2 separate regions of the Mus musculus genome follow, and region 1 is linked to region 2. A link is a contact called in public promoter capture Hi-C data. All regions are on one chromosome and are shown on one strand. The core of a region is the stretch at or near the end of the contact, and the rest is flanking DNA. Distances in the headings are between cores, read along the strand shown.

Region 1 (3,185 bases), core at 295-2,794, 2.1 Mb before region 2:
AGAGGCCCAGCCCCGGAGGCCCAGCGATCGGCCGGACGCTCGGCTGCTGCAGCATCCCGACAACATCCCCGCAGCCAGGGGCTGCGCGGACAGCCTGTAGGGAAGGGACAGACCCCCAGAGGGTCATGGATCCAGCCACCCGACGCGCACTCACCACGCAGCGCCGCGGAGCCCGCGCGTCTACGTCCCGACCGCCCGGAGACCCACGCGCGCTGTTCAATCCGGGCTCCGAGTGACGAAAAGCCGCGCTCGGCTCCAGCCTGACCCCGACCGACGCACAGACCCGGGGACGCACCGACCGTCTGGCGTCCGAACTAAGTTTCAAAGTTCCCTTCCCTGCGAGGGAAGGGGACTCAGACAGCGCCGCTGCCCCTGACCGTGCCCGCTGAGCTCAAAGGGGAGCTGGGGTCCGATGCCCCTGGTCCTGGGATCCAGGCACTACCTCCCGGGGGCGCCGCGCTGTGGGGCCCTGGCTGGAGTTGAGCACAGAGAACCTAGAAAAATGGTGGGGACGGGGAGCGAGAGTGTACCTCCTCGCTGCGGCTCCAGCCTGGAGGGACGCTAGCTCCCCAATCCAGGGAAGGGATAGGCCTTGATTGGACGACACCGGCATAAAATCAGAGGCGCCACGGGGTAGTGACGGCCAATTAGTAAACGGCCCAATTAATGCTCAGCGCCGAGAAGTTAAAACCCCGACGCGCGAGTGTGGACAACCGAGGGGTGGGGGCGAGCAGTGGAGGGTGCTGGAGCCTGTGACTGTCCCTGGGTGTGTCCGGGTGTGACTAGGTGGCCGTCAGGGCGATTTGTAGCTGGGGCTTCTCCTCCAGGGGATGGATCTGCGTGACCGAACGTGTACACTTGTGGGTCATTGTGAGTCTGAGCTGTGACTGTCGGAGCTACTTCTTTGTGTGACTGTCCCCCGTTGCCACTGGATGTGACAGCAGCTGCGAACCTGTGTGGAAGCGTTGTGTATGAGTGTAGATAGATGAGGTGACTTGTATGTTATCGTAGCCCTGTGCGTGGGCGAGTGGCTGCGTGTGGTTGAGGATAAATGACTGGCACCGTGACTTATGTGGGACGGCGAAGGCTGTGTGTGGTGCCGCCTGGCTGGGTGACAGAGAGTCGCTGCGCGTCGGCTTGTGAATGAATGCGAAGCGTGGGTGAGTGTGTCACTGTGTCGTCTTACGGGAAGCTGTCGGGCTGACTTCTGCCCGTGATCTACAACTCCCAGCATGTGTGACCGACCGCGAGGGTAGCGGTGTGAGTGGCACGTGCCCGTCGTCCAAGATGTTGTGTGCGTGTCCCCGTGTGCGCCCCCAGAGTGCCTACGTCCGCAGCCACGAGATTACTCCTGCCCCCCACGCTCCAGCCCGGGACACTCGGGCCCCCAGCCTACCTTGCCGCCTACCTTGCCGCAGTGGTAGTAGTCCAGGTGTGCCAGGCCGGCCGGCTCGGCCCCGGGCCGCGCACCTACCGCGGGCGCCGAGGGATACAGGCGGACGTCCATGGCGGGCGCGGCGGCGGCGGCGGCTCCCGCGGGCAGTGCCTGGGCGGGCAGCCGTGGGAGCCCTATGCGAGCCCGTGTGCGAGCGCGGGGGGCGGGCCGGGGGCGGTGCCCGGAGGGGAGCTACGCCCTCCCGCCACGCCCTCCCCCGCCCCGCCCGCAAGCGCTATTGTTCCGGCCTCGGGAGCCGCCGAGGGCAAGGGGGGCCCCCTGGTCGCCTTGGTCTCCGCCCAACCCTCCGCCCCTAGAGTTAGTTGCCAGTCCAAGTGGACCGTTCCTGTCCCGCCTTTTGTCACCAAGAAGAGAGAAATCTCTAGGCCACCCCTGTCCAGAAATGGGACATTCCCAGCCCCAAATATTGGGGACAGTGTCAATCCCCACCCTGCTTGCAGGGCAAGTAGGAAGTGGTTGAAGGAGCATCCATTTGGAGATGGGCACTATCTTACCTTTTGCCTTACATGGGTCTTAGAATAGTTCCCTGCCTCCCAACACACACACCTCAAGCTCATCTGAGTTATTCAGAGAGGGACGGGGGGAGGGGGCAACGTGCATAAAGGTTTATTTTATATATGAGGAAATCGAGGCACCAGAAAGGGAGAGCATGCAGAAGTGAAAGCGCTTGGATGAAGACTGTGGAAAGTCCCCTCCCCCTTACTGGTAAGGACGGGAAGGCTCAGAAGCCCCGTACACTTAGCGTACACTTAGCCACCATCCAGAGCTTTTCGGAACCCCAGAGAAGCAGTGTGAATCTGCCCCTTGTCGTCCGTCCATCTGTAACAGCACCCTTGTTCCACAGACACTTGCTAGCTGGAAGAACCATCAGGGGCTGTCTGCTGCTCACCCCACCCCCATCCAGTTCCTGGGTTCCAGGTTCTGGAATACTTTCGAAGCCTGCCTGGGAAGAACAACTGGAGAAAAGAGCGTGAGCCTCTTGCCCACTTAGGAGACAGCTTGAAACTAGCTCAGGCTCCATAACTGCTTCTTGGACTTGCTTCCTGGCCGGGAGCGAGGACCGCAGCAACCATGAAATCCAGGCACCTCAAGAGCAGTGTGGGAACTGGTCTTCCAGCGAAGGCTGGAGAACAACAGAGGGAAATTACAACCCAGAAAGGAAAGAGCTTCTAAATAAACGTCAGTCATTGTTTCTAGAAACACCAGGCTCAGCCTTATCAAAAAGGAATTTCCGACAAGCCTCTCTCCTCCCCCCCCCCACCCCCCCTGTCTCTCCCAGATCTGGCTACCCAACTAACCTAGCAATAGTCACTGAAACACACACACACACACACACACTTCTCTGCATTGAATTGAGTATTTCATGTGCACGTGGATGGCTTCTGTGCTGTCTGTCTGTCCTGTTTACTTTTCTCTCCTTGTGCCATTAGCCCACTGGACTACTTCAGCTTTGTAATAAATCTTAATGTCCCATAGAATAAGTCCACACACATTTTGTTCTTTAAGACTACCTTGGCAATTGGCCTTGGTGCCTTAATAAAAATCAGCTGGGATTGTCATTGTTCTCACATCGAATCTTTATCCCAATTCGGATGAAGAGGGTGTTTTCTCTGTGCATTAATTTTATCCATGAACATGGTACACCCACTTAGGGTTTCTTTACAAGTTCTCTCAGCCATGTTCGTATGCGAAAACCTGGCACATCTTTTATTAGATTTACAACTGGGTT
Region 2 (3,240 bases), core at 603-3,102:
GAAACACCATGATCAAAAGCAACTTGAGGAGGAAAGGGTTTTGTTTCTCACAGCCCCATGTAACACTTCTCACCAAAAGCAGAGAGGGCAGGAACTCACAAGGGGTAGGAATCAGAAGGCAGGGGCTGATAGAGAGGCCATGGACGGGTGCTGCTTACTAGCTTGCTCCTTATGACTTGGTCAGCTTGTTTTCTTATAGATCCCAGGACCACCAGCCTAGGAGTGGCACTGCCCACAATGGGCTGGGCCCTCCCCCATGAATCATTTAAAAATATGCCCTACTGGCTTACCTATAGTCTGATCAAGGCTCCCTCCTCTGATGACTCTAGTTTGTGTCAAGTTGGCATAAAACTAGCTAGTACAAGAAGCAGGACCCAGAAGAGAATTAGGGCCATTGGCTGAAAGACATAAGACAACCAGGACTTCTAAGAAGCTAAACATATTCTCTTAGGGAGTACAGGAAGGCTCTGTTAACATTGTGATTACCCTTGACACACTCATACCACCCTCATCCTAAACAATTCTGACAAACTGCTCTTGGAGTCATCAGACTCAGATCATTCCTGCTTTAATTAAGATAAAGTGAGCTTTTAAAGTCAGAGTCCAGCCAGTTTTGGACTTTTTTTTCTTCTTCTTTTATTTAAGTATTCACTGGGGAAACACTCCAGATGGGACAGGCAGGAGTGAAGAGGAAAAGTGATCACCAGGTCCCAGAGTAGGGAGGATGCTATGAGGAATATTTAGCTAGGCAGGATAGGCTCTAAATTCCTCCTTGCCCTAATTGTTCCTCCCCCATCTCTGGTCTGATGTCCTTCCTCCCGCCATCTGTTTTCTTTATGGCATTTATCACTACCTGCCTCTGTGTTCATTTATTTATTTTATTTATTGCTTTTCCTTTGCCTGTTCGGTGAGTGCAAGGGCTTTGTCCTATTGACCGCTACATCCTCCGTCTCAGATCAATGTCAGGTATTTAGTGGGCACTTAAAAATTAGCTGCTAAAAAACGAATTACGGAAGACAACAATTGGTTGAATCTCTGTCATATGCTAGGCCCTGTCCTTGAGGATGCTACAAGGATGGTAGTGGAGATAGGCCCGAAAATAAACACACCATGGTTCCACTCCTGATGTTACTGAAGCATATCCAATGCGCTGCAGGATCCTCAGGGCTGGAAAACTCCCGGGGTGTGCAGGGCCCTGGGAAGACGTTCCTAGTATGCTAGGGAGCCAGGCGGATCTGCAGTATAAGCAGCTGGAGACTGACGACCCGGCTCCTCGCTTCCCTCGGCCTCTCAGCATCTTCTTTTTCCTGTCCGTTGGGACCTTCACCTCTCCTCGAGTGCGCGTTGCAGGATCTGGGCGCCGGCGGGGCGCTCACGTCGTGGGACCCCAGTACATCTTCTCCCACCTCCGGAGAGCCAATCCCGGGTTTTCCAGCTTGCTTGCCCACTACCTGCGAGACCTCCACCTGCAGGTTGAGCCCCAGCCGCGGGCCAGCGCCCAGGTCCTCGCCCCCTGCTTGCAAAACAGAGCGCAGCACCCCGCCCCGCCCCCTCCGCCTGCGGGACCCCAGCCCCGCCCCGCCCCCGCGGCCCGGCCGCTTCATTCCGGGGGGGCGGGCCGGGAGCTGCGCTGTCTGCAAGGCGGGGAGATCTAGGCTGGGAGGCGGAGCGGCTCCGACATCGACCAATCACCGCTGCGATCACATCCATGCAAATACGAGCACAATGGAGCAAGCCCATCACTCGCTCCTGCAAGCAAGCTTGAAACGGGCTTCTGTCTGATCGGCAGCCCACACGACCAATGAACCTGTGTTTTGGGCAGGCGAAACCCAATAGCGCGGCAGGGAAGGCGGGCCCAAGCTGGGTTAGGGTGTCCTTGCAGGGTGTCTGAGCTAAACTTCACCAAATAATAGCTGTTTGTATTTTGGCTGCTGCAGGAGCCATTTTAGGTAAGTTCTTCTCTTAACTTTTTATTTTCCTGCCTGGCCCCGACAAGCTGGGCTTGCCCGCGGGGACCCTGTCTCCGCCCCGCTGGCCGGGATGGGGCTGCCCTATGAATGGAGCGGGGCTGAGGGGCCGCGGCGGCGCGAGGCCCGGCCGGGCAGGGGTCCGAGCGCGGCCGCGGGCGTTCGGCCAGGCCGAGGGCCCCGAGGCCTGAGGCGAGGGGTTTGGCGTCCGCCCCTCCCGGCTGCCGCGCGCTCTGGCCGCCCGCCCTCCGTCCTTGGGAGAGCGCCACTGCGGGGCCACGCGCCCAGGCTTGGGGTCCTGCTTCAGACCCCAAGCGCGGGCCTTTGCGGCGGGGCGGGGCCTGCCAAGGCTTCCCAGGGGACCCCGGCGGCCCACGGCGCGTGAGGGCCACCCCCGCGCCCGCCAGCCGCTACCGCCCCCGCGGAGAAGTTGCTCCGCTCCGCGTCCTGCGTCTGTTTGCAGGGGTGGAGGAGGGTGGGCCGGTGCCAGGCTGCTGCTCCGGGAGGGGGCGGGGGCCCCGGCGCGTCCCCGGGTCGCGCGCCCCTCCGGCCGGCTCCTCACGCACTAACGCGCACTCGCCCCCGAAAATTTGAGCCCTCAAGACTCCAAGCCACCAAGCTACCCCGCTGCCAAGTTTGGTGCGTTATTAGATTGCATGTTAGAGCTTGCAAAGAAATTAGAGAGAGGGAATATGAAAAAAAAAAAAAGAAAAAAATCTGTTTCCTTCAGGGTATTTATTTCTCTTCTCTGTTGAGAAGTAACGGAGGAATGTCCTTCCTAAAATTTCCAGGGACCATGCCTGTCAGATGTGGAGAGGGGTTGGCAGCTCCTTGGGTTTTAAAACGAGGTTATTAGGAAATCCCCGCACTAGTGAGATAATTGAAATGTGAGTTTGTTTGCAGCTTCAGTTTTATTTGATCCAATTAAAAATGCATAAGCATGCACTTTATATTTGTGTACATAGAGTATTCCTAGTTTCAGTTATGACTAATATGACTGTGGTTTCACGAGTGTGGGATCTAATAAGGCAGTATAATTCAATTTTGAGCTCGTAGGCCCGTGTTCTCCAAATTAGGCTTTATAGACCATTAGTAATCTGGCCAAGGTTTCTAGAGAGTCTCTGGCATCTCTGAGCATCTTTCTCCGGGGCTTGTTTGTGCCTTTTTTGCCACCCCTCAAGAAACTGTTCATTTCTGCTGTAACAGATCCATGAACAGAGAAAATAGATATTTTAAATATTGACAGTTTTCAAGAGTGTCTGAAATATTTTGC

Evidence for each region. Promoter capture Hi-C pulls out the DNA fragments that hold promoters and counts their contacts.
Region 1: a promoter capture Hi-C map of embryonic stem cells shows a contact between it and region 2, with 2.7 times the contacts expected there. The contact joins the promoter of Tox2 here to the promoter of Chd6 in region 2. A contact is called at or near these places in 1 of 39 promoter capture datasets (embryonic stem cells) and 1 of 115 datasets of contacts at active chromatin or transcription factors (astrocytes).

What each region holds. Positions count from the first base shown.
Region 1 is chr2:163,201,486-163,204,670 of GRCm38.p6, reverse strand. Tox2 (TOX high mobility group box family member 2) reads right to left here and starts at 1,544. Exons shown (of 9, transcript NM_001372575.1): 1 at 1,409-1,544. The coding sequence starts at 1,507.
Region 2 is chr2:161,107,698-161,110,937 of GRCm38.p6, reverse strand. It overlaps Chd6 (chromodomain helicase DNA binding protein 6), which reads left to right and starts at 1,852. Exons shown (of 37, transcript NM_173368.3): 1 at 1,852-1,949.